Regions from separate parts of the Mus musculus genome. Here all the other regions are linked to region 1. A link is a contact called in public promoter capture Hi-C data. All regions are on one chromosome and are shown on one strand. Each heading gives the region's core, a stretch centred on a gene start, on an enhancer-like site or on the middle of the called end of the contact. The rest is flanking DNA. Distances are from core to core; before and after follow the strand shown.

Region 1 (3,585 bases), core at 588-3,087:
AGATTCAGAACGAGCAAAAAGCATGGGCTATCACCAGGGGCCAGTGTCACCATTTCCCTGCTCCAGCTTAGGGGCTGGGGATGGGAGAGGCAGCAGTTGTCTCTAGGGTATATCCACTGTGAGAAGTGGAGGTGTTCACAGGGGGAACCCTGTCACTGTATGAAGGCCCCGGAGCTCTGGCAGGGTACCTGTATTTCTGAAATTGTGGGTCTCTGTTCTTGGCCTTTACCCATTGGTGCAGCCGCCTAAGTGCTCAGCAGGCTGAGGGCCAGCCTCAGGGGAGTTGCCAGAAAGCAGAGGTGTCCTCACTCATGTTCCCTACTGGGAGCCAGCACCATCGCTGGCACTGGCTTGCCTGAGTGCTGAGTCCACCCATGCCCTCCTCTGGTTCTCATCTTGCTTTATCCTTCAGAATCCCCAGTTAATAACCGGACAGGATTAATTAGCTGGCAGCTCTCCCACCTCCAAGTCCAGGGCAGGGACTGGGAACAAAGGAGACCATGGCGGAGAAGGATGCTAAGTTGGTTGGGCTGAACAGGCAGGGACATGGGATTCTAATGAAAAGAGAGAACTGGGTAGAACTGGTGTACCCAGGGTCTCCAGAAGAGAAGGCATGGGTCACGCCAGTCGTAAAGGTCACAGAGGGGATTAGGAGGCTCCGTGACTAATCCAGAGGCTTACCCAAGTCCTGGCCCAGAATCCGCCCCCACCTGAGCAGCTCAGGGACACAAATGAGGACAAGACCTGGAAGCCCCATCATGGGCCTGGGATTTACAAGTGTGCCGGAGTTCCCCATCACACAGGCCCCTCACTGCTTTCCCTGTAAAGAGGAGAATAATGTGTGGAGGAATGAGTTTAAGAAGAGCAGTGAGCCGAGCAGTGGTAGCGCACGCCTTTTAATCCCAGCATTTAGGAGGCAGAAGTAGGAGGACTTCTGAGTTCGAGGGCAGCCTGGTCTACAGGGTGAATTCCAGGACAGAGAAACCCTGTCTCGAAAAGAAAAAAAAAAGGGGGGGGGGCAGGAGTGTGGGAACTGAAAAGGTTGGGTGGAAGGAGGACTTTAAGCACAGGGTCTTGGAGAGTTGACAGAGTGCCAGGCAGAAGATTCTGAGGAAAAAGGGGTGTCTTGGGAGAATGCCTGGGGAAGGCAGGATTTTAGGAAGAGGAAGCTAAGAGGGAGAGTTTAGGAGGAAGAGTCACCGCGCATTCACGGTACCCAATACCATAACATTTGGAAGAAAGAATGCTTTTATTTACCATCCTTTGATTCTGAGGAGATTTGAGGTATGTAGGAAAGTCTCATGTAGAGGTATGAAAAGGGTTCAGAGATAGCGACCTGCAGAGAATTACCCTGAGAAAGGAGGCAAAAAGACCGACCTGTGTGGCTCGCAGTTGCTTGGCAACCACTGCGGTCAAAAGCTAGCGTGGAGGGCCAGGAGGTGTGGCTCGAGCTGCAACCCAAGGTTGAGACCCCGCCCTTGACAACAAAACTAACAAAGCACCGCCCCCTAACAACGAATGCCTGTTGGGGGGGGGTGGAGGGTTAAGTACCGCTAGTCTGGCTTGTGCGCAGGCGCAATCTCCCCTCTCCATGAAGCCACACCTCCTGGTCACTTCTTTATCAATTTTCTTATTGGAGGATAAAGCTGCCAAGGATTTTCCTTTGTTTCGGGGGCGGGACCGAGCACACTACCCACAGTCCGATTGGTCAGGCTAGCAGTCTATCGCCAGCTGTACGTGCCTGCATCTCCTTCTTGTGTGCCTATTGGTCCTGGAAATGATCCTGTGGGGCTAGGGGGCGGAGCATTCTGGGAGACCCGCAGCAGATTGGGTGGTGTCAAAGCAAGGGGCGGGCCCCACCGGCCGGGCGGTTGGGCCGTGAAGGGAGAGTCTTTTCGGCGCTGAGGACGGGCGCTGAGGAGGCGGCGGTGGCTCCTGGGGCGTTTGAGCGGGCTCACTCGAGCCCGCGGGCCGACGCGGACGCAGGCCCAGCCGGCGGAACCGCCCCGGACTCCCCGCGGGCCTTCCTAGCCGCCATGGAGGACGGTGTCTACGGTAGGCCGGGCGAGGCGGGCGGGCGGGCGGAGCGGCTCCCGAGCCCCGCCGCGGACAGCAGGGCAGTGGCGAGGCTTCTTTCAGCGCGCGGGACGGGCTTCCGGCGCGGTCGAGAGCCGGGGGTCCCGGGCCATTGTTTGGGCCGAGCCCGCTTCCGGCGACGGCGGGCGGGGCGGGGCGCGCAGCGGGGCGGGGCGTACACCCGCGGGAGCGGCGGCCTGGCTTTCTTCCTGCGGACCTAGGCTTAACGCCGTCCTTTCCGACCCTGACCCAGGGTCCTGCTGCCGTAGCTTGTTTCTACTGTGTACCCCAGATCCAGGCCACGTTGTCCGCTATGGCGGAACCAGAACCTCGTTTCTTTTCCAAGAAATGCACCCAAGATTCAGGACCCCCAACTTTCCCATCATGATGGAGCCAGAATCTGGCCCCCTTACGAGAAATGCACCCCAGGTTCATGCTAGGATCCCTACAGTGGTGGATCCAGAAGCCAGAGTCCTGGTGTCTTTCCAAGATTTGCATCCGAGATCTAGGACCCCAAAGCCCTTTTGATGATGAAGCCATGAGTCCAAGGCCCTGTGTCCTTCCAAGTAATGTTTCCAATATCCAAGCATCCTGTTCTACTGTGTTGGGACCAAGGAGCCAGGGCTTCCAAATAAAGCATCTAAAATTCAGACTCAGGAGTTTCTAATTGTGGTGATGGGTCCAGAATCCCAGGGACTGGTTGCCTTTCAAGTAATTGGCCCAGAAATTCATCCTCAGACCTATGAGCTGGGATTCCTAGGCACTTCTGACACAAACTCAGGACTCAGTTTTACTCCCTCTCCTCAGACTTCTGGTACCCATTCCTCTTCTGGACAGGAATCCAGGCCCCCAGCCCAAATCCTTTCTCAGGATGCAGGAGTCCTGACCCCCAGAACTAATTTCTTGACCCTGGTCCCCAGAGCCCCCAGACTTGACTCCAGAGGAGCGCATGGAGTTGGAGAACATCCGGCGGCGCAAGCAGGAGCTGCTGGTGGAGATCCAGCGCCTGCGAGAAGAGCTAAGTGAAGCTATGAGCGAGGTGGAGGGTCTGGAGGCCAATGAGGGCAGGTGAGGCCTGTGGGCACTCATGGGACATGGGGCTTAGCCAGGGCCCTGGATGCTCAAGCATCGGCCCTTGGCTGCTCCCCACCCTGCTTTTGCAGTAAGACCTTGCAGCGGAACCGGAAGATGGCAATGGGCAGGAAGAAATTCAACATGGACCCCAAAAAGGTTAGCGGGGAAGATGACTCTGGCATGGTTTTCATATCCCTGGTTCTAGAAGTGTTAAGACAATAGGTAGCCTTTAGACAGCAGACTCTGGATCTCTACACATCTGTTCCATGATTATCTGTGTAGTGAGGGCCTGGCCCTGTGCTTTGCAATGCTGTGAATCCTAAGACCCTGTCATAGCCTAGGCATCCCCTAGATAGAAGTGCTAACAGTTCAGGGTGAGATAGGGCAGTAAGAGAGGGGTTTTCCCGACACAGGAAGAGCCAGGAAGGGATTCCA
Region 2 (3,585 bases), core at 807-3,306, 480 kb after region 1:
CTCCCAGCGAGTGGGTTTGGGATAATGGTGAAAGGTAGTAGGTTTTCCTCCAGGATCTCCTCCTCTTCCTCCTCCTCTTCCTCCTCCTCTTCCTCCCCCTGCTTCCTATGATGGCTCAGTGGAGCTGAAACTGCAGCCCTGTCTACCTTGCTTTCTTTCTCATCTTTTTCTTCCTCTTCATCATCTTCCTGGCTCATGGGGAGGCTATGGCCCCCCTCTTTCTCCTCCTCCTCCTCCTCCTCCTCCTCCTCCTCCTCCTCCTTCTCCTCCTCACTATGGGCTTGCCTCTGCTCTGGGTCTTCATCTCCCTCTTGAGAGCTGTGGTCACCTTCCTTCCTTGATTCTCTTGAACTGGGTCCTGTGGGTTGCAGGGGCTGATGAGCAATCTCTCCCTGAACAGGCTCTCTGTGACCCTGCCTCGCCCTTTCATCTTGATCTTGTAGCCTGTGGCTGGGGGCCTTGTGGCCAAACTCAGTAGAAATGTCCTCATCATCACCCCTGGAGGCTCTGTGGTGGTGATGGCCTGGGACTTCATTCATGTGTTCTTCTAGAGAGTCCTCCTCCCTGTCAGCATTGTGGCCTTGGGGACGGTGGCTTGCAACATGGTGGCTGTACTTGACTGCTACCTCTTCTTCACTCTCACGTCCAAGATCATGGTGAGCATGTCTAGGAGACTGGTGCCAGTGTTCAGTGGATACAGCCTCATCTTCCTCTTCCTCATTTTGGTGGCTTTGGCGGCCATGGCTGGGGACATGATGGTAGTCTTCTTCTGAGTCATCCTCATCATCTTTGTGCTCATGGTCTCTGTGTCTGTGGGCTTGATGCACATGCTCAGTAGAGTCATCATCTCCATCATCATCATCATCATCTTCTTCTTCTTCATAGCCTTGGCGTCCATGCCTGGAGACATGATGATCATCTTCATCTGACTCATCCTCATCTTCTTCCTTCCTGTGGCCTTGGGTCTGGTGCCGGTGCTCAGTGGAGTCTTCTTTATCTTCATCATCATCATCATCATCATCATCGTCATCTTGCTCTTCGTTGTGGCCTTGGTGGTCCTGGGTATGGTGTCTGTATTCACCAGAGTCACCGTCTTCATCATCATTTTCATCTTCTCGGCCTTGAACTCTGTGGGTGTGACTGTCTTCATCTGAGTCCCCATCGTCTTCCTCCTCATGATCCTGATATCTGTGAGCTTGGTGTCCATGCTCAGTAGAGACACCATCGTCATCGTCATCATCACTGTGGCCTTGGTGCCTGTGGCTGTGGGCATGATGGAGTTCATCTCTCTCCTTTGAGTGGCTCTGGTGACCATGGACCTGGTGTTCATTATCATCAGAGTCCTCCATCACATCCACCCTCTCCTCCTCCTCTCCTCCATCATCGTCATCATCTTCCTCTCCGTGGCCATGGTGGGCATGCCTGGGGACGTGACGGTGATACTCACTGGAGACAATGCCATCCTCATCTTCGTGGCTGTGGCTCCTCTGTCTGGGGAGGTGGTTCTCTGCCGAGTCTCCTAAATCTTCATTGTCATGTTCCCGGTGCCCGTGGAGCTGTCTAACATGCCCTCTGAAGACCTCTTCAGAGACATTCTCCTCTCCAACCTCGCGGCCAGGGTACCTGTGGTCTTGGACCCTGTGGCCATATTCCCTGGAGAAGTCTTCACCCTCTTCTCTGTGGCCTCTGTCCTTCTCACCTTGATATCCCCGGTGGATGTGGTGACCAAACTCAGTTGATAGGTCCTCTGAGGACCCAGGGATGCCTGCATTGTTGTTCCAGTTGCCCAGGCCCAGACCGGCCCCTCTCAACTCCTGGGTCACCACTGGAGGGACCAGCAGGATGGCCACTGTGGCCCAAAGGAGACAAGTGTGCAACCATGGCCCCTGGAAGCCCATGGGGACGTTTAGCAGCTGAGCGTCTGACCAGGCTGGCTTCAGCTGCCTCTGATGGGTCCTTGTGCCTTTTTGGCTTTGACTTTCAGATTGTCCCTTTTGTCGTGGTATAGCTCCCACTCTCTGCCTCTCTATCTTCCTCAGGTCTTGGATGACCCTCTGAGGATGTCCCCTTTGCAGCTGTGACCCTGGTTCCAGGACCTCCCTTCCCACTGCTGGACCAATGGGGTCTGTCCCCTCCCCTTCTTGCTGCTAAATTTATCCAGAGCCTAAGTTATTCTGGTCACTCCCTGCCTGCCCCTCCCCTCCTGTTCCTCTGGCTCAGGACTGGGTGGTGGAGGGGTCTTCATGGCGGGGGCGGGGGGGGGGAGGCAGGGACGTGACAAGCTCAAGTTTGGCATTTTTAGCACAAAGGCTGAACGTTTAGAGTGTCTTGCTGGGAAAGCCTGGGGCTCTGGGAGAGGAGGATGCAGGAGCAGAGGGCCCCCTGCAAGGTAAACACTGGGAAGCGTGCAGGCAGAATGGGACATTCGGTGTGACAGTGGTGTCCTGCAGAAGCTGTGGAAGACAGTGAAGGAATACTGTGCCCAACACCCCATGACCTCCTCTCACTGGAACTCAGATCTGGGGACAGGGGACCAGACCAGTGCTATAAATACAACAGGGGGGAGGTGCTGGGGGCTCAGGTTACTAGGCCTCAGCTGTCCCCACCAAAGGGACTTGGCTGCAAACAGGTGTCACTGCCTTCTCTGCTGGTCAGTGTCACCCACCCCACACTTGTCAGTATATCCACCGTCTTTGAGTTTTTGTCCTTTATGAGTCAACCCCCCCCCCCCCATTATAGTCACTGTTCTGAGCTTCCGTGTTTCTTCTCAGGATTCTAACCTCTCCTCTCCTACTGTGTCTTCCCTGATCCTTCTCTTTGATTCTTCTCTCTCTCTCTTTCTGTGTGTGTGTGTCTGTCTGTCTGTTTCTCTGTGTGTGTCTGTCTGTCTCTGTGTGTGTGTGCCTGTCTCTCTGTGTGTCTGTCTGTCTCTGTGTGTGTGTCTGTGTTTGTCTCTGTCTCTCCTCTGTGTGTGTGTGTTTTCTCTCTCTCTGTCTCTCTCTTTCTCCCTGTATCTCTGTCTCTGTGTGTGTGTCTCTCTCTCTAGTTCTCTCTGTGTCTCTGTTCTCTCTGTCTCTCCTCTCTGAATCTGGGACTCTGTTGCTCTATCACTTTGTATTTCTATCTGTCTCTAACTATCTCTGGATATCTCATTCTTTTTCTGTATTGCTGTCTTCATATTCTCTCTCTCTCTCTCTCTCTCTCTCTCTCTCTCTCTCTCTCTCTCTCTCTCTCTGGGTCTCTGCCCCCTTTTCTTTCTCTGGGTCCCTCTCTTAGTTTCTGTCTCTCTCTCTCTGGGTCTTTCTCTCAGTCTCTGTCTCTCCGAATCTATGTTTGTCCCATGGCTGACATCTATCGTGTGCCCCACTCTGCTTCCTTCGTTCCTCCGCTTGCTCTGCCTTCCAACTCTCGGTCTTTCTTGTCCCCCAAACCGACCCCATCACTGGTTTGGCAGCAGAGTTTGTCCCTCCTCCGCAGCCGCCCTCTCCCCGCCTCCCGTGACGTGTCCCGGGACTCCCCGCCCCGGGCTGGGCTGCGAAGTTGCGGATCCGGTTTGGTCGGGCGGGTCGGCGGCTGGAGGAAATA
Region 3 (3,585 bases), core at 646-3,145, 410 kb after region 1:
TTCTCTGCCAGGTGCACGGACACTGCAGTCTGTCTGTGTCTTTGGCCTCACATGTTCATTTTGCATGGCTAGGGATGAACTCCAGGGTCTTGCATATGCGTGGCAAGTTGCTCTCTATTGTTCCATGCCCCAAGCCCCACACTGAGGGATTTTAGGCAGGAGCTCTGTCACTGAGCCACACCCCTCCCTGGGGGATTCATCATCTTCTTTCTTAAAATTATTTATTTTATGTGGACGAATGGTTTGCCTGCATATATATCTGTGCACGTGTATGTGCCTTGGTGTTCAGAAAAGGGCATCGGATTCCCTGGAACTGGAGTTAGATACAGATGGTTGGGAGCCGTCATGTGGGTGCCGGGAATTGAACCTAGGTCCTCTGGGAGAGCAGTCTCTTTATCGCTTAGCCATCTCTCCAGGTCCCTCAATGTAGGGTGGTAGGGGAGTTCTACCACTGCGCCACATAACCCCCAAGTCACTTTGTGCAGTGCAATGCAGATGGTCTACCACTGAGCCCGGCACCAGTCCCTCACCAGGAAACTCTGGGCAGGTTGTCTACCTCTGAGGGAGATCCTCACTCACTGTCTGTTTCCAGGCAGACTCTCTCATACAGTAACCCACACTGGCTTTCAACCCGTGGCAATCGTTCTGTCTCCTTGCTAGGATTCTCGTATGAAGAACCATACCCAGCTTACATCTTTGTTTTTTTTTTTTTTTTGTTTTGTTTTTGTTTTTGTTTTTGTTTTTAAAGGGCTTCCATCCTCCTGCCCCTTGCCACACCTTCTGACTGGCCAGGTCTTCCCAGGCCCCGCCCTGGACCTCCCCAAATCCCCGCCCCTCACCGGGCCAGTAGCAGCGGCTACGGGCGCGAGCCCCGGGTCATCGCGGTCGTCGCGGAAGTCTGGCAGTGTCTCGAGGCAAAAGACCACGATGGAGACCAGGATGACGAGTACGGAGACCACGGCGAGCACGCGCGCAGCCTGCGAGCTCTCAGGAAATTCGAAGAGCAGCCAGAGCTGACGCGCAAAGGCGCGGCGGGGCAGCGGCCGCTCGGGCGGCACCGCGCAGCCCTCGTCCTCCCGCAGCCGCGCCAGCGCCGCCGCGCCCAGCCCGTAGAAGGACACCTCCTCCAGGAAGACGTCGAGGGGCACGTGCGCCGGCCGTCTCAGCCGGCCGCCCGACTGGTAGTAGTAGAGCACCGCATCGAAGCTGGGCCGGTGTCGGTCGAAGAAATACTCGCGGCGCGCGCCGTCGTAGAAGCGGCTGCGGCGCACCGGGTCCCCCAGCAGCGTGTCCGGGAAGCGGCCGAGCGTGCGCGCGCGGGTCTCGAAGCGCAACCCGGCCACGTTGAGCACCAGCCGCTCGCAGCAGCCGCAGGGCGGCGGGCACCGTGGCTCCATGGCGCGCACAGCCCGGGCGACCGGTGAACGGACGTGTGGCCCCGACGCCGCAGCCACCCCAGTCGGGTGTCCGGTGTCGGCGGGTAAAAATAGCATGGAAAGTCCGGCCAGGGCGCGGGGGAGGGGGCGGTGTTACCCCCGCGGGGCTAGGGGCGCCCTCTGCCGTTCCCACACCTGTGGAAACACTGCCACCCGGCGCTTTTCCGTGGATCTCTTGAGCTTTCCCTTGTAGTCATCTATTTTATTTGTTTGGCTTTTGGATTCATGACCCGAGGTCTTATGTAGCTGAACTGACCTTGAATTTATGATCCTCCTGCCTCCACCTCCCAAATGCTGGGATTGCAGGCGTATGGCATCATGGCTATTTATTTGTTTGTTTGTTATTTAGACAGTCTCCTCAGCCTGTCATTTAAGCTGACCGCGAACTTGTGGCAATCCTCTGCCTCATCCTTCGGATTGCCCGGGTGACAGTCATGAGCCACCCGAGACTATCTGCAGCATCAGTTTCCCTTTTCCATTTCCAGTCTTTCTGTCTCTTGTCCATCCTCCTGGAGGGTGGGGGGTGTATCCCCTTAACCAGTTGTCCACATCTTGCTCTCTGCTGGGAGCCTCTGTATCTCTCTGCCTTTTATTATTTTTTTCCAGACACTGGGTTTGGGTATGTATGTCAGACTGGCTCAGTATTGCAGTACTCTTGCTTCTGCCTCCCGATTGCTGGGATGACAGATGTGTACCACCACATCTGGATTTGTTGCTGGCTTTCTTTCTCTCCTAGTACCTTTCAATGAATGAACATCGTTTTGTGTGTCTGGCCTCACGTGTTTATTCCTTTGTGTCTCTAATTACCATGCCTAAGGAGCTCCGCAGCGGCCCTGGTGCTTGAGGAGTTCTTGGAGCCTCTTTTGCAACTGTAAACTGTTGCCCATGTGCGCCGGATCCTTGGCCACTGAGAGTCCCGGAGTTTGAATTTAGACTTTATGTAGGTGTTTTGAGATTAATAAAACCTGGGCTGAAGCCAAGAATGGCGCCAAAGGAGGCGGGACTTGCCTGGAAGGGTCTAGAGTCGGCCTGGAAGATGCGTAGGGTCACTGTCGGGAGCCGAAGGACAGACAGAAGATGGCCTTCCAGCCACCGGTGTCTAATGACACTAAGTAAAAAATAGTCCCTTCTTATGGGGTAGGGTGTTATAGTCACTTTCGGGGAAAGGGATCTCGCGCGCCCTCTGCCGGCCGGATGGAGACCTGCACCAAGAGGTCTCCCAGCTAAACCTGGCCTTTCCCTTCCCAGCTTTCTTTTGGGGACTTCTGAGATCCTCCTGCCTCTGCCCTCCCCCCGCCCCCCATCGCCCTAAGTAAGTTGTGAGAACATGGGTAGTGTCACACGCCTTTAATCCCAATACTCTGGAAGCAGAGGCAAGCCAACCTGTGGATTTGAGGCCAGCCTGGTCTGCCCATAAATTTCCAGGCCAGTCAGGGCTACATGGTGGGATCTTGTCGTTTTGTTGTTTTTTATTTTTTCGACAAAGAGTTTCTCTGTGTAGGCCAGTCTGGTGAGATCGTGTCTTTAAAAAGTCTGGTCATGGGCTGGTGAGATGGCTCAGTGGGTAAGAGCACCCGACTGCTCTTCCGAAGGTCCGGAGTTCAAATCCCAGCAACCACATGGTGGCTCACAACCATCCGTAACAAGATCTGACTCCCTCTTCTGGAGTGTACTTACATATAATACATAAATAAATCTTTTAAAAAAAAAAAGTCTGGTCATGGAGACCCAGACAGGATGATCCCTGGATTTAATGGCCAGCCAGTCTTCAAATAATAACGTGGAAGGTGATAGAAAGACGTTCAGTGACTACCTGACTAGAGGAGTGCCCTATTGTCCAGATACTTCTCCAGACCATTTTCCTTCATTTTTATCTTGAGACAAAGTCTTGCTAAGTTGCCTAGGATGATTTTTTTTCTTTTTTTCTTTTTCTTTCTTTCTTTTTTCTTTCTTTCTTTTTTTTTTTTTTTTTTTTAGACAAGGTTTCTTTGTATAGCCCTGGCTGTCCTGGAGCTCACTTTGTAGACCAGGCTGGCCTCGAACTCAGAAATCTACCTGCCTCTGCCTCTGGAGTGCTGGGATTAAAGGTGTGCACCACCACCGCCTGGCTGATGATTTTTTTTTAAAGATTTTATTTATTTTTTGCATA
Region 4 (3,585 bases), core at 305-2,804, 370 kb before region 1:
CTAGGGCAGGAAGGTTGAATTTGAGGCTAATGTGGGCCACACAGTGAATTCAGGGCTACATAGCAAGATTCCATCAATGAGGAGCAGGAGAAAAAGGAGGGAGAGGAGGAGGAGGAGGAGGAGGAGGAGGAGGAGGAGGAGGAGGAAGATGATAATTATGATGATATAAGAAAAAAGGAATGCTAGAGTCCACAGCAGTGGGAGTGGATACATGCATGTGCTTATAGTATCACATCCACAGGCAAAACCAGAAAGGATAAGCTTGGTCTCTGATCCTCCCTTGCTTGCTCTCTGGTCCTCCCTTGCTTGCTCTCTGGTCCTCCCTTGCTTGCTCTCTGACCCTCCCTTGCTTGCTCTCTGATCCTCCCTTGCTTGCTCTCTGATCCTCCCTTGCTTGCTCTCTGATCCTCCCTTGCTTGCTCTCTGGTCCTCCCTTGCTTGCTCTCTGGTCCTCCCTTGCTTGCTCTGTAGTCCTCCCTTGCTTGCTCCCTGGTCCTCCCTTGCTTGCTTCCTGGTCCTCCCTTGCTTGCTCCCTGGTCCTCCCTTGCTTGCTCTCTGGTTCTCCCTTACTTGCTCTCTGGTCCTTGCTTGCTCTCCTACTGCTCACCTAGCTCTCTCCACTCTTACACAGTCCAGGGCCCTGTTCATGAAATAGTGTTGCCCACAGTGGGCTGGGTCCTCCCACAGTAATTAATAATCAAGACAGTTAGCCACAGACATACCCACGGGCCAGCCTGATTTAGGCAATTCCTCAACTGAGGCTCTTAATTGATTCTAGGTTGTGGCAAGTGGACAATTAAAAACTATCAGGCACTGGGGAGAAGTCCCCGTGGTTAAGAGTATTCCCATGGGCTCTCTTGAGGAGACCAAGTTCTGTTCCCAGTAACGCCCATGCCAGGCAGCTCTCAACCAATAATTCCAGCTCCAGGGGATCCAAGTTCCTCTTCTGGCCTCTATTGGTACCTACACACACACACACACACACACACACACACACACAGAGAGAGAGAGAGAGAGAGAGAGAGAGAGAGAGAGAGAGAGAGAGAAAACCAATCTTTAAACAAACAAACAAAAACAAAACAAAAACCCTAATCACCACAAGGGAAGAGAGCTAGATTCAGGCCAGGTTCCCACTGGCTAGCAAGGACACCTTGAATCTTTTAGGGGAAAGATCGGGACAGGCTGTGAGGTCACTCTGCGACCCCGCGCCAGAGACACTTGAAAATTCCCACGCACCCTCCTAAGTTCAAGTTCTTTAGTTTCTTTGGACCGAATCGGGTACGGGCTTGTGCCACTCTGTTCCTATGGGGACCCCTCTGATCTACATCCAGCTGAGCCTAGTTCCAGAGAATCAACATTCGGGAATCCCAAATCCACGCACTCCGGGCTCACCCGGATCATCTTGGTTACTACTCCCACTCAGACACCGCCTCGCCTGCGCACCCAGCGCACGTGCGCATTGGGTGAGACCCCACCCTCGCCCCACAAGAGCAGCTGGAAGGGCGGGGCCCAGCGGCAGGTGGGGGCGGGGCGGGCCGGGGCGGGGCGGGGCGGGCCGTGCGGGAGCCCAGGGTGCTGCGAGGAACAGAGGCGCGGGAGGCGCGCGGAGCCAGAGCAGAGCCCGTGCGCGCGCCACCATGCCCTTGGCCTTCTGCGGCACCGAGAACCACTCGGCCGCCTACCGGGTGGACCAAGGTGTCCTCAACAACGGCTGCTTCGTGGACGCGCTCAACGTAGTGCCACATGTCTTCCTGCTCTTCATCACATTCCCCATCCTCTTCATCGGTGAGCGCGCGCCCAGCGACGGAGGGCGGGAGGACGGGTGGGGGAAGGACGAGTGGCCGGGGTGGGGGTGGCGCGCGGCCCCGGCAGTCCCGCACCACCGGCTTGCTGGTCTTCCTGGGTCCCCTGCTGTGCGTCTCTTTTTTTTTCCCCTCGCACCCTCCCCTATCCTTGAACTCGCGCCAGACACGATGGGCGCTAGCGACCTTAGGGATCCCCAAGTTTTGCTACCGCAGAGCCTGACTCGGGATGGGGCTCTGCACGCGAGGGAATCGGCCTCACCCTGAGTGACGCTGCGGCGGGAGCCAGGCCATCCTTTCCCCCCGGCCGTGCTGTCACAGACTCGGGAGGGAGCTCAGACTCCAGCCAGGGAGGTTGGTGGTGGAGGTCAGCGAGCTGTTCCGGTGGCCCAACTTCCCGACTTTGGGCAGAGCATTTCCCAGGCCCGGGGTCCGTTCCACGTTGCAAAGAGATAGAGTTTGGGTGCCGGTATCCCGCCACCCCCAAAGGCAGTTCTTCTCTTGTAACTTCTTCAGGACAGTGTGAGTCAACTCAGATCAGATTTAGGAACCCCCTTCGACTCCCAGCGCGCTTGCCTGAAAGTGGTCTACAAAGTTGGGCGCCCAGTCTGGTCCCTTCCTCTCCACATCCTTGAATCTCTCAGGCCAATCAGCTCTGTTCAAAGAGTGTTGACTGTTCATTTACATTAATTAAGAGAAATAGCAAATCTTTAAAACTCTTTAGGGTAGAAGGCCGAGGTGGCCATTGAACTAAATTAGTAAAAAGTTGCTGAGCCGGGCTATCCTGGAAATCTCGGTTCTTGGGAGGTGGGGGCAGGAGGATCAGGGAGTTTAAGGTCATCTTCAGTTACATAGGAAGTTCAAGGCTCGTGTGGGCAACATAAGACCCCGTCTCAAAAATAAATAAATAAATAAATAAATAAATAAATAAAGAGCTGCTGCAGAAGGAAGCTGCTAGTTACTGACAGAGGTAAATGATGTGCATGCCCATATGTCTAGCAGAAACGAAACAGAATGGGTAGACAGTCACACAAGAGGTCAGTGTGGTGGTCCCTGCTTAGGACCGGCCTGCAGGCTCAGGCTTTGTGCCTGGATATCCAGTTCATATGCTCATCCCTGGGGAAGGAGGATTTGCATGGTCTCCTTATCACCATGCTGGGCCTCCAGGTGGGCGTCCTGCCTTCTGCGTCTCTCCCCACAGGATGGGGCAGCCAGAGCTCCAAGGTACACATTCACCATAGCACCTGGCTCCATTTCCCTGGCCACAACCTGCGCTGGATCCTTACCTTCATGCTGCTCTTTGTCCTGGTGTGTGAGATCGCTGAGGGTATCCTGTCTGATGGGTAAGTGAGCTCCAGGGGAGTGGGGAAGCTGCAGGAGACCCTCCCTGTGCCTGCTCATCGGCCTTCTGTAAACCAGTACCTGGTGTGAACTGCGCCAGGCCTTAGGCACATATGAGACGCAGGGCCTACCATCAGTCTGGAGGATAAAGGGGTGCAGATTTCTGTACCAGTTCCCAGTGAGACCATTGGAGAGCCTTGTCAGAGTGTCCCAGCTGCTGTGGGCAATACCCGGTCTCTCTGAAAGTGACTGAAGTGCGTGAGGGGACAGTAAATCCTGTCACTTGTTCTTACTGAAGGCCTCTCCTTGGTTCCCATTCATTTACAAGATTCAAGGATCTCTGGGCCCTCATCTTTGTCCCGATACAGCCCCACCTGCCTCTAGCCCCACTCTTGCCCCCACATTCACCCCTTCCCTCACCTCTCCTACAGACCGGAAAGTG
Region 5 (3,585 bases), core at 805-3,304, 330 kb after region 1:
GCCCTTGAAAAAAAAATAAGCCAATACCCTTGCAATGATAATAGCCCACTCTTTGATGATGAAAAAGAGACAATTAAGTGTTCCCAGACAGCTGTGGCCAGCTGTAAAACTGCACCAGCTTCTAACAGCACAAGTTACTTTTCCCAGGTCAGAAAGGTCCCTTTCCAGCTGTGCCGTTCTGATCCCCCCCCACCCCCCTACCCCCCACCCCCGTCTGAAGAAATGTTACAGGTTTGAGGGCGGCATTCCTTTATCCTCTCCTGTAATGCCACGGCTTGAAAACCCTGCTTGTGGGGTTTTTTCCTTTATAACCCCCCTTCACTTAGAGGCTTCACTCTTTCCTGTTCCATCAAGAAGGTTGGGGACCTAAGCTCAAACTTGAATAAAGACCCTGCAATTACAGCAGGTTGTGATTCCTGGTGATCTCTTTGGGGTTTTTACAATCTGGGCACCGCCTCCAGCTACCAAGGTCTTACAGGCAAGGGAAATTGGAGTCTTGGTGAAGGTAGACTTTGCCAACCGGTTGAGTATATTTACATAATAGGCCATAGAACTCAGTTAATCCTCTTAAGACTTTCTTCTAAGTAGAAACTGTGGGGACTTCAGTCTCCAGAACAGAAAAGTGACCCCCAGAGAGGTCCAGGGCTAAGCCAAGAAGAAACAGAAGGACATGGAAGACAACTCTGTCCCTAACTCCAGGGGTCACAGGACACAGGACCAGCTCTGAGGCCTGTGATCCAGGCCTGTCCGTACGAGCTGCTTGGGAAGCTGAGGCAGGAGGATTGCTATCTTAAGCACGTGTACCTGTGGCGCCTGTGACAGGGAACGGTCTTTCCTGGCAAAGGCTTACGTGAAGATGGGAGGAGAAGGTGACCTCAGCCCTGGCTTCCCTCGCTCCAGTGCTGAAAGTCCCTGTTGCCTCGCCGCCACTTAGTTCAATCAGTTAAGCACAATAACTGATTAGCCTCCTATGCCTTACTAAATAGGAGACTTGTGAACACCTGGGCACAGTCAGTCAGTGTTCAGTGGATCAGACGAGAGAGAATGAAACTGGGCTGTAAGTGAAGAGGAGCTATTATCAGTAAGGTGCACATTCTTTCCCCTCTCGACGGCAAGTGAGATAAATCAAGTTCCATCATTAAAGAGACTTGTAAAGACATAATCTGGGGGGTGGAGAGAGGGCTCAGGTTAAGAGCATCTACTGTTCTTCCCAGCATCTATATAATGAACGGCTCACAGCCACCTGCAACTCTGGTTCCAAGGAATCCTCCTCCTCCATATTTTCTTTTTCTTCCTTCCTTCCTTCCTAATTTATTTTATGCGTTGAAGAGTTTTGTCTGTATGCATGCATGCCCACCATGTGCATGCCTGGTGCCCTCAGAGGACAGAAGGCGGCACTGGATATCCTGGAAGATGGTTTCGAGCTGCCAAGTGGACAGAACTTGGGTCCTCTCCAGAAGTAAAACGTTTGCTTTGTCAGAAATACTTTGGATCCTGTGGTCATTTTCTTGAGACCACAGACTATTTTATTTTATTTTATTTTATTGGCTTTTTTTTCGAGATAGGGTTTCTCTGTGTAGCCCTGGCAGTCCTGGAACTCACTCTGTAGACCAGGCTGGCCTCGAACTCAGAAATTCGCCGGCTTCTGCCTCCAGAGTGCTGGGATCAAAGGCGTGCGCCACCACGCCCGGGCCCCACAGACTAATTGATAACAATAGCAAATCCCCATCTCAAAATAAAAAGTAAAAAGGCAACTTGAAAGACAGGCACGGTGGTGTATGCCTGTATTGCTGCACTCAAGGAGCTGAGGCAGGAGGATTGCCTTGAGTTTATGGTCAGCAAGCAGCCTTGGCTATATATATATATTGTGAATTGCAGGCCAGCTTGGGCAAGAGTTAGGCACTGAGAAGAAGGAGAAGGAGAAGGAGGGAGGGAGAAGGGCGGGCGCAGGGAGGAGGGGAAGGAGGAGACGGGTGGAGAGATTGCGGTTTCACGTCCTGAGGTCGTGTCCTGAGGGTCAAAGGGAAGCGGGCGGCTTGCAGCGCGGGGTGGCGTTGGCCCCGCCTCCGGCCCCCGCAGGCAGAAGACGTGCAAAATGGCGCTGCGCTGGGGCATCGTGTCGGCTGGCTTAATTGCCAACGACTTTACCACCGTGCTGAGCTCACTGCCTTCCTCGGAGCACCAGGTGCACGTCCCTTGGAAGACACTGGGTCCGAGGGAGGAGTGGAGCCGAGGGTCTAAGAAAGAGTCCCTAGTCCGAGGAACGAGGGAGCCCCGAGTGTGAGGGAGGAGAGTCCCTAGGTCTAAGGCAGTGACTCTGAGAAGAGAAGGGGACCCTTCTGGTCCCCAAGGCCATAAGAGATTTGTTTTCAGCTCACACCTCCTATGCGCCCCAGTCTGAGGGGCTCGCGGTTTGCAGGGGGTAGGTATCAGCTGCTGGGAGGCGAAGCCATGGGGCAGTCGGGGAGGATCCTGGGCTTGCTTACAGACTCCCCTTTCCTCTCTATTCAGTCTTGCCATGTACCAAGCACAGCCTAAGTCTGCCCCCCCCCCCAATCTGCTTCCCCTCCCCACCAGTAATACCTTCCCTAGCCATCTTGGAGGAGGCTAGATGCTCCCCACTGCAGCCTCCTCCATAGCTCGTCTACTTTGTCTTCCACATCTCAACCCTTTGAATCCCACGCTAGGTGGTAGCGGTAGCTGCGAGGGACCTGAACCGGGCCGAGGAGTTCGCACAGAAATTCAACATCCCCAAGGCCTATGGCTCTTATGAGGAACTGGCCAAGGACCCAAACGTGGGTGAGTGGCCTGGACCAGGGAGGTGGGGGCAGAGCTAGGCACTGCTTCTTGCCTACAGATGCACTGGGCTGCAGGGGTGGTCTTTGGAAAGGCTCAGGCTCGGCCTGGTTAGGAGACAGTTAATAGGCTTACACGTGACCCGAGACTGGCTGAACAATATTAATCTGTGCTTAGCCAAGGCTAAGTTTTAAGTTTCTCCCAAGGCTAGAAAATCTGGTAAGAATTTATTTACTTGTTTATTTTGCGATACTGGATATGGAACCCAAGGCCTCTCACACATTAGGCAAAAGCTCCGCCGAGCTGAATCCCACACTTTTATTTTATTTTGAGAGACGGTCTCACTCACTGTATAGCCCTGGCTGGCCTGAAACTTTATTATGTAGACCAGGCTGGCTTCAGATTCTCAGAGATCCACCTGCCTTGGCTTCCAGTTTGTAAGCACTGGGATTAAAGGTGTAGGCAAGCATGCTTGGCCACTTGGGCTTTTGAGATAGACCTCACACATAGCCTCCAATTGGCTGTCCTCCTGCCTCAGCCTCCCAAAAGTGTAACTGTCTTTTGCTACTTTGTGGGTTCTTCCACCCTTTCAACCCCCTAACACTACATAAGAAGAAAAGAGAGGGAAGAAAGGAGACCCCTGAGTAAAGCCAGGGGTCAGAAAGGGAGTTTGGGGGGATGTTAATCGGAGACTGCTGATTATGGGCAAGTTTGATCTTCCCTGTCAGAATATCTAATTTCTCCTTGTTTCTTCTTTGTACATAACTCCTTCACAAGCCCTGACCAACA
Region 6 (3,585 bases), core at 751-3,250, 300 kb after region 1:
ATTATGCCAAAAGATATCCAGCTAGCACACCACATATTCAGAGAATATGCTTAAGAGACCACTATGTGGGGAAAACTTCATTTTCAAAAAAAAAAAAAGTTTTTTTTTTCCCTCTTTTTCCTGTGAGTAGTTTTGAATGTTAGATATTGTACTGGCTAGTTTTGTATCAACTTGAAACATGCTGGAGTTATCACAGACAAAGGAGCTTCAGTTAGGGAGATGCCTCCATGAGATCCAGCTGTAAGGCATTTTCTCAACTAGTGATCAAGGGGGGAGGTCCCCTTGCAGGTGATGCAATCTCTGGGCTGGTAGTCTTGGTTCTATAAGAGAGCAGGCTGAGCAAGCCAGGGGAGGCAAGCCAGTAAGTAACATCCCTCCATGGCCTCTGCATCAGCTCCTGCTCCCTGACCTGTTTGAGTTCCAGTCTTGACATCCTTTGGTGATCAACAGCAATGTGGAAAGTGTAAGCTGAATAAACCCTTTCCTCCCCAACTTGCTTCTTGGTCATGATGTTTTGTCCAGGAATAGAAACTCTGACTAAGACAAATTGGTACCAGGAGTGGGGTATTCCTGTGACAACCTGACCATGTTTTGGAAAAGACTGTGGAAGGACTTTGGAACTTTGGGCCAGAAGATCCATTCAGTGTTAAGAGCTCTGTGAGATGTTGTGTAGGAGCTTGGAAGATAATGTTGAGAATAGTGCAGAAGATGGAGGCCTGGCTTGTGAAATTTCAGAGGGAAAATTAAAGACTCTTATCAGGGCCACTGCTATTTTGATTGTGAAGCTTCTGTGGTTCTGGTTAGCTGGGGCTGAAGAATCAGCTGTGATTAACAAGATACCAGAACTACTAAAGCGAAAACTTTGCATTACTGGGACTATTGATGCTTGTTAGCTGGAGCTAAAAAGTTATCTGTGATTAAGAAGAGACCAGCACCATTGAGGTGACATCTTCTGGGAAGTGTTTTCTGAAATCACAAAGAGGCTGCGTGACTAAGACAGATATCTTTTCCATGGAGTCAAAAGATACCAAAGTAGGGGCTGGTGAGATGGCTCAGTGGTTAAGAGCACTCATTGCTCTACTAGCAGTCCTGAGTTCAATTTCCAGCAACCACATAGTGGCCACGACTGCCTGTAATGGGATCTGATGCTCTCTTCTGATGTGTCTGAAGACAGCTATAGTGTACTTGTATATGTAAAATAAGCAAATAAATCTTTTTTTTTTTTTTTTAAATTACCCTCAGGACTGATGAGATGGCTCAGCGGTTAAGAGCTGTGACTGCTCCTCCAGAGGACCTGAGTTCAATTCCCAGCAACCACATGATGGCTCACAACCATTTGTAATGGGATTAGTTGCCCTCTTCTGGTGTGTCTGAAGACAGTGTACTCACATATAAATAAATCTTTTTTTTTTTAACTTAAAAAAAAGAAAAACAAACAAACAAAAAAGTTACCTTCAAAGATTTTTTTTTTTAAAGGTACCTAAGTATATGATTGCAAGTGGAAAACTAGGAGACAGAATCAGGTATTCGCAGCTTCTTCACTTTCATTTGTGTGTATTACCTACTTTTATTCTCAGCACAAGGATCTCTGTGACCTCTAGGCCATCCTGGTTTACACAGAGCTCCATCTAGGGATATGCAGTGAGACTCTGTTTAAAAAATAATGATCATATGCTATGTAGTTTCCTAACACTTGCAGGAACTTGTGGAGCGAAATTAAACGAGAAAACTACAACTCCCAAGAGACACCGCGGCAAGATGTCCGCAAAAGTTGTCCTGTCTCACCCCCTCCCCCAATCCCTGGGCATGCAGGGCTTTGAGTTTTACTTGAAAACGGACGCAGGAAATGTTGCGTTGAAGACTGTGAGCGTCCAAGAAAACCGGAAAGATTTTCAAAGATAAGGAAACCTCATCGGAAAGGGGCGGGGCCGTTAACGCGGGCGGAAGCTCAGAGTCAGCGTGGACCAATCAGTATTCTGGGGGCGGGCTCTCTGCGGGTGGAAAAGTGGGCGTGACTTAGGAGAGAAATCGCCAGAAACCTGGCGGAGGTTGCTGGCCTTAAAAAACGCCCTCAGCACTGGAGAGGTGAGGGGGGTTCAGAAGCCGTGGGCAAGAGGGGCTGGAGCGCGTGATACTTGTCCAGTGTCAGGCCTCGGCGGTCCCGGCAGAAGGGGAGGTTAGGGGCCTGGAATCACGGTTCGGGGGAGGATTCCCCTACTCAGGGAGCCGGAATGAGGGTCTGCGGATTGCGCTCCAGGAAAGGGAGGCTGGAGGCCTGGCGTCCGGGGTTGTTAGAGGCCTGGCATCCTGGGTTCCAGGTGACTAAACGCTTGGAGTCTTCATTTTTGCAAATCGGGTGGCGTGCACACTCGCTTCCCCAACCGGATACGGGGTTGGGACATCCTTAGCCAGGGATAGTACTACACGCCTGTAATTCCAGCGCTTGGAAGGGAGAGTCAGGAGGGTCAGGAATTCAAGGCCAACTTAGGCTACTTAATACACAGCTCAGAAAACCGTAGCAAAACAAGAAAAAAACCTCATTCTCCATCTCTCCTCACAGACCAGCCACGATGCCTACCTCGGTGCCCCGCGGGGCCCCTTTTCTTCTCCTACCACCTCTACTGATGCTGTCTGCTGTGCTGGCAGTGCCCGTGGACCGCGCAGCACCTCCTCAGGAGGACAGCCAGGCCACTGAGACCCCGGTGAGTAGCCCTGCCCTGGTCGCTGGCGTCTTTGCAGTGGTGCTTGCCATCCCCAGGGCCCTGGAGAAAACTCCAAGGGATCCCCTGTTTGATACGCTGAGGCGTGTCGTTTACCCGCCTTCCTTTGCCATAGTGAGTGTGTGAGACTTGCAAGCAGACCTGGGGGCAGTGACCTTTGAGATGTGGAAATCAAGACAGATCCCAAATGAAAACCTGTGTCACACCCTCATCTAAACTTTCCCCTCTGATCGTTAAGACCCTCTTTAACAAGGAATGAAGAAAACCTGAAAACCACATTTCCCAGTAGCACCGTCAGCAGCTGGATGCTACCACCTAGCAGGGCATTCTTGCTTCACGGAGCTCACGAGCAGTGTAGTTTAAGTGGGAAAAGGACACGGGAACTGCTGGTTTACTCATGCCAGTATTATTGAGCTCTGTGAAATCTTTGCTCCCAGAGAGTCCAAACTTTCAAACTCCAGGTCCCTGATTTATGGCCTGGTTCTTCCTGTAGCTCTCCCTAGCAATACAAGCTGTTGTTACCTCCTGAGACAGGTTGTTCCCAGCTCCTGTGTAGCGAGGCCTCCTGCCAGGCGTTAGTACTCAACTCTGTGAAATCTTGAAGCCTGAAAACCATTGTATCAGAGGAAAATAATAGAGCAGACAAGTTGTAAGTTTTTGCAGGTTCCAGGAGGGAGATGGAAGAGAAAACCAGGCTGTTTGAGACATGGGAAAAGTAGAGACGTTGAGCACTATGGGTCGTTAAGCAGCTATGTATCCAGATGGGGTTCTGCGGAATTGAGAGCGTCCTGGGGGTTGGGATAAGCATGCGTACGATTTGGGGTGATACTCAGAGAAAGGGAGGGAAGGAAGCCTTATGCTTTTG
Region 7 (3,585 bases), core at 808-3,307, 290 kb before region 1:
AGAGGAAGTACAAGGAAGTTTAAGAATGCCTAAGGCCATCCTGGCCCAAATCCCTCCACAACGATCTAATTAGTGGTCCACCAATTCAGACTTGGGTCCCTCCACCAGGTGGGCCAACTCTGGCTACTGTCATCAGAACAAACTCTGGCATATGTCAATCAAAGACTGTCCTCTACTCCACCCTATGCACAGGCCAAGCAAACCTGCTAGTCATGGCTCCTTTACCCACAGGGACTTCTGCATAGATGTCCAAAGTCCCTAGAGCCCCTCTCCAAGGGTTCCTTTCTCATGGCTAAAAGTTGAAGTGGCCTCGGAGATTTCTTGTGTGGCTGTGTTCTTAAACTGCCTACCCTTGTGTTATCCTCCCTGCCTCAGGCATAAACGGCCCTATCAGTATAGTCCAGCTCTCCCTCGCTCTTTGTAGCAGGGTCCACGATACCTACCAGCAGATCTGGAAAGAAGAAAATGCCATCTGAAAGTCCCCTGCTCAAAAGGAAACTGTCCCATGGTGGCCCGCATTCCCAGTGCCCCTATTACCCTAGCTCCAGCCTCAAGCCTTCACTCAAGCTACACAGTGGGTAGAGGTCTGTCTCAAGAGTCTGAGCCCCAGGGCAAGCCATTACAGCTCCATCAATCTCCAGGAGCCACTCCAGGGTGGCATCTGCAATGGAAACATCACTACTGTTCTTGACAAAAACCTGGGTCACCTACTCTGTACCCAAGCTAGCCCTGAATCAGCTGCTCAGGCCCAAACTCTCTCTCTCTCTCTCTCTCTCTCTCTCTCTCTCTCTCTCTCTCTCTCACACACACACACACACACACACACACACACACACACACACACACACACACCCAGGGCTAAAGGGAAGAAACCAGTCTGAAGGTCTACAGGGTGCAAAGCAGACACTGGCAGAACAAACCCTCTTAAAACTCAGGGACGGTAGCCAGGGCCTTGCGGTGCACTTGCAATCCCAGAACTCTGGGAGTGGAGGCAGAAGTTCAAGGTCATACTCTGCTACATGCCAAGTTTGAAGCCATCCTGGGCTATAAGAAATCCTGTCTTGAATAGGTAAATAAGCAAATAAATAAACAAATAAGTAAATAAATAGATGTAGGATCAAAAATAATCCTCAAAGGGAAGAAGAATCGTCGGTTGAGAAGTTCTGAGACTAATATTTCTCTCACCCCTGCCCCTGCGTTGATGATGTAACCTTTCGCTGCCTTCTTTCCCTGGGTATCAAGTGCTGTGTAAGAGGCAGGTAAGACTTAACTATGGACCGGGCAAAAATAGAAGTCAGGGGTATAGGGGCCGCTGAACCAACCTAAGAGAATTCCACAAAAGCAACTTCTTCAGAGCCATCCTCAGTTTGAAGCCCCATGGCCTGGCTGAGGACAGTGAGCAGGCAAGGGCGGGACGAGAATCCTCTGTGGGCGGGGCTTGCGTCTAGGCCCACCTCTACCTCTCAGGAGCCGATCTGGCGCCCTCTGGCGGCGGAGGCTGCACTCGCTCTCGGGAGCCCCCCGCCCGCAGCCTCCCACCCCCACCGCGCACGGGTCGGTGCCTGAGGACGGGCTCACAGACACACGCCAGGGAAGCCGGCCGGGAGTGAGCAACCCGGAGTGGGAGGGGGCAGGGAGGTGGCCGCTGCTTGAGCAGCACGAGCAGGTGCGGCGGCGACAGGCGGGGTGGGAACGGAGCGGCGGCGGGGGCTGCGGGCGGGCGGCAGGGCAGCAGGGAGGCCGCGACGCGGAGCCACTGGGGTCTGGGCGGCGGGGGGCGAGGGGATCCAGAGCGTAGACGGTTGCGGGGTGACTCGAAGGGCACCGGATCCCAAGGAGACTAGAGGACAAGGGCTAGAGAAGGAACGGGAGAGCGGCGAGGGAGCCAGGGGAGGGGTGGGATGGGAAATCCGGGGCACACCTGGAGAGGAGACTGGGTCAAGAAGTAAGGCTGGTCCTTGGAGGGGACCGGGGACAGAAGTGGGTGAGGTCAGAGAAGAGCGCGGGGGGGGGGGTGCTGAGGGGGGGGTCGAGTGAGGGCTGGTAAGTTGGGAGACCCGGAGGTGACAAGTTCTGAGGTGGTTTGAGAAGAAAGGCTGGGCCAGGGAAAGGGAGTTAGAGGGGGGTCCTGGGGCGGTGGAGGAGAGCTGAGCGGGTAGAGCACAAGCTGGGTTGGGGGCTCAGTAAGCAATGAGCAGGTGGAGCCGGCATCTGAGGCTAGTAGTATAAAGAGAAGCAGAACCCAGCTGAGGGGCATACCAGCCTAGAGGTTGGTACAAGCTTAGGGTAACCTGAGGAGAGGGCTCAGAGAGGGGGACCCCACAAAGAGGCCCTAGGCCAAGCCAGTGTAGTGCCTCCCCCCATGGGGGAAACCCCTTCCCGGGGCCAACGGAGCCATGCTGTCCCGAAAGGGCATTATCCCTGAGGAATATGTGCTGACCCGGCTGGCAGAGGACCCTGCAGAGCCCAGGTACCGTACTCGAGAGAGGAGGGCCCGCTTCGTGTCCAAGAAAGGCAACTGCAACGTCGCCCACAAGAACATTCGAGAGCAGGGCCGCTTCCTGCAGGATGTGTTCACCACGCTGGTGGACCTCAAATGGCCACACACTCTGCTCATTTTCACCATGTCCTTCCTGTGCAGCTGGCTGCTCTTTGCCATGGTCTGGTGGCTCATCGCCTTCGCCCACGGTGACCTGGCCCCCGGAGAGGGCACCAATGTGCCCTGCGTCACAAGCATCCACTCCTTTTCATCTGCCTTCCTTTTCTCCATCGAGGTCCAGGTGACCATTGGTTTCGGCGGGCGCATGGTGACAGAGGAATGTCCCCTGGCCATCCTCATTCTCATTGTGCAGAATATCGTCGGGCTGATGATCAACGCCATCATGCTGGGCTGCATCTTCATGAAAACGGCCCAGGCCCATCGGCGGGCAGAAACCCTCATCTTCAGCAAGCATGCTGTGATCACCCTGCGCCATGGCCGCCTGTGCTTCATGCTGCGCGTAGGGGACCTCCGAAAGAGCATGATCATTAGCGCCACCATCCACATGCAGGTGGTGCGCAAGACCACCAGCCCCGAGGGCGAAGTTGTGCCTCTCCACCAGGTAGACATCCCCATGGAGAATGGCGTGGGTGGTAACGGCATCTTCCTGGTGGCCCCACTCATCATCTACCACGTCATCGACTCCAACAGCCCGCTCTACGACCTGGCTCCTAGTGACCTGCACCACCACCAGGACCTGGAGATCATTGTCATCTTGGAAGGCGTGGTAGAAACCACGGGCATCACCACCCAGGCCCGCACCTCCTACCTAGCTGACGAGATTCTATGGGGGCAGCGCTTTGTCCCCATTGTGGCCGAGGAGGACGGCCGCTATTCTGTGGACTACTCCAAATTTGGTAACACCATTAAAGTGCCCACACCACTCTGCACAGCCCGCCAGCTTGATGAGGACCGCAGTCTGCTGGATGCCCTGACCCTCGCCTCGTCGCGGGGGCCCCTGCGCAAGCGCAGTGTGGCTGTGGCGAAGGCCAAGCCCAAGTTTAGCATCTCTCCAGATTCCTTGTCCTGAGTTGCAGTTCCTCAGG

Evidence for each region. Promoter capture Hi-C pulls out the DNA fragments that hold promoters and counts their contacts. Capture Hi-C pulls out chosen DNA fragments and counts their contacts.
Region 2: a contact with region 1 is called in a promoter capture Hi-C map of adipose tissue. The contact joins the promoter of Hrc here to the promoter of Cyth2 in region 1. A contact is called at or near these places in 3 of 39 promoter capture datasets (liver and pre-B cells), 2 of 115 datasets of contacts at active chromatin or transcription factors (bone marrow-derived macrophages and large pre-B cells) and 1 of 9 other capture datasets (adipose tissue).
Region 3: a contact with region 1 is called in a promoter capture Hi-C map of stem cell-derived epiblast-like cells, with 4 times the contacts expected there. The contact joins the promoter of Kcna7 here to the promoter of Cyth2 in region 1. A contact is called at or near these places in 5 of 39 promoter capture datasets (hippocampal neurons, liver, pre-B cells and 1 more), 1 of 15 datasets of contacts at CTCF or cohesin (the NIH/3T3 cell line), 2 of 484 Hi-C or Micro-C datasets (cardiomyocytes and embryonic stem cells), 2 of 115 datasets of contacts at active chromatin or transcription factors (effector CD8 T cells and memory CD8 T cells) and 2 of 9 other capture datasets (adipose tissue and pancreatic islet).
Region 4: a promoter capture Hi-C map of pancreatic islet shows a contact between it and region 1. The contact joins the promoter of Abcc8 here to the promoter of Cyth2 in region 1. A contact is called at or near these places in 1 of 39 promoter capture datasets (hippocampal neurons) and 1 of 9 other capture datasets (pancreatic islet).
Region 5: a promoter capture Hi-C map of liver shows a contact between it and region 1. The contact joins the promoter of Dhdh here to the promoter of Cyth2 in region 1. A contact is called at or near these places in 4 of 39 promoter capture datasets (HPC-7-derived erythroid cells, embryonic stem cells, hippocampal neurons and 1 more) and 1 of 9 other capture datasets (liver).
Region 6: a contact with region 1 is called in a promoter capture Hi-C map of pancreatic islet. The contact joins the promoter of Nucb1 here to the promoter of Cyth2 in region 1. A contact is called at or near these places in 2 of 484 Hi-C or Micro-C datasets (B cells and CD4 T cells), 5 of 115 datasets of contacts at active chromatin or transcription factors (effector CD8 T cells, embryonic stem cells, extraembryonic endoderm stem cells and 2 more) and 2 of 9 other capture datasets (adipose tissue and pancreatic islet).
Region 7: a contact with region 1 is called in a promoter capture Hi-C map of pancreatic islet. The contact joins the promoter of Kcnj11 here to the promoter of Cyth2 in region 1. A contact is called at or near these places in 5 of 39 promoter capture datasets (cranial neural crest, embryonic stem cells, hippocampal neurons and 2 more) and 1 of 9 other capture datasets (pancreatic islet).

What each region holds. Positions count from the first base shown.
Region 1 is chr7:45,812,568-45,816,152 of GRCm38.p6, reverse strand. Cyth2 (cytohesin 2) reads left to right here and starts at 1,837. Exons shown (of 13, transcript NM_011181.3): 1 at 1,837-2,055; 2 at 2,997-3,144; 3 at 3,240-3,306. The coding sequence starts at 2,037.
Region 2 is chr7:45,333,740-45,337,324 of GRCm38.p6, reverse strand. It overlaps Hrc (histidine rich calcium binding protein), which reads right to left and starts at 2,056. Exons shown (of 6, transcript NM_010473.2): 1 at 1-2,056. The coding sequence starts at 1,898. It overlaps Trpm4 (transient receptor potential cation channel, subfamily M, member 4), which reads left to right and starts at 3,545. Exons shown (of 25, transcript NM_175130.4): 1 at 3,545-3,585.
Region 3 is chr7:45,404,270-45,407,854 of GRCm38.p6, reverse strand. Kcna7 (potassium voltage-gated channel, shaker-related subfamily, member 7) reads right to left here and starts at 1,895. Exons shown (of 2, transcript NM_010596.2): 1 at 840-1,895. The coding sequence starts at 1,493.
Region 4 is chr7:46,178,002-46,181,586 of GRCm38.p6, reverse strand. Abcc8 (ATP-binding cassette, sub-family C (CFTR/MRP), member 8) reads left to right here and starts at 1,554. Exons shown (of 39, transcript NM_011510.3): 1 at 1,554-1,785; 2 at 3,004-3,145. The coding sequence starts at 1,638.
Region 5 is chr7:45,487,274-45,490,858 of GRCm38.p6, reverse strand. It overlaps Dhdh (dihydrodiol dehydrogenase (dimeric)), which reads left to right and starts at 2,054. Exons shown (of 7, transcript NM_027903.4): 1 at 2,054-2,185; 2 at 2,688-2,799. The coding sequence starts at 2,096. It also overlaps a transcript of Tulp2 not described here.
Region 6 is chr7:45,508,823-45,512,407 of GRCm38.p6, reverse strand. It overlaps Nucb1 (nucleobindin 1), which reads left to right and starts at 2,000. Exons shown (of 13, transcript NM_001163662.1): 1 at 2,000-2,085; 2 at 2,561-2,702. The coding sequence starts at 2,571. It also overlaps a transcript of Tulp2 not described here.
Region 7 is chr7:46,098,709-46,102,293 of GRCm38.p6, reverse strand. Kcnj11 (potassium inwardly rectifying channel, subfamily J, member 11) reads left to right here and starts at 2,057. Exons shown (of 1, transcript NM_010602.3): 1 at 2,057-3,585. The coding sequence starts at 2,397. The coding sequence ends at 3,569.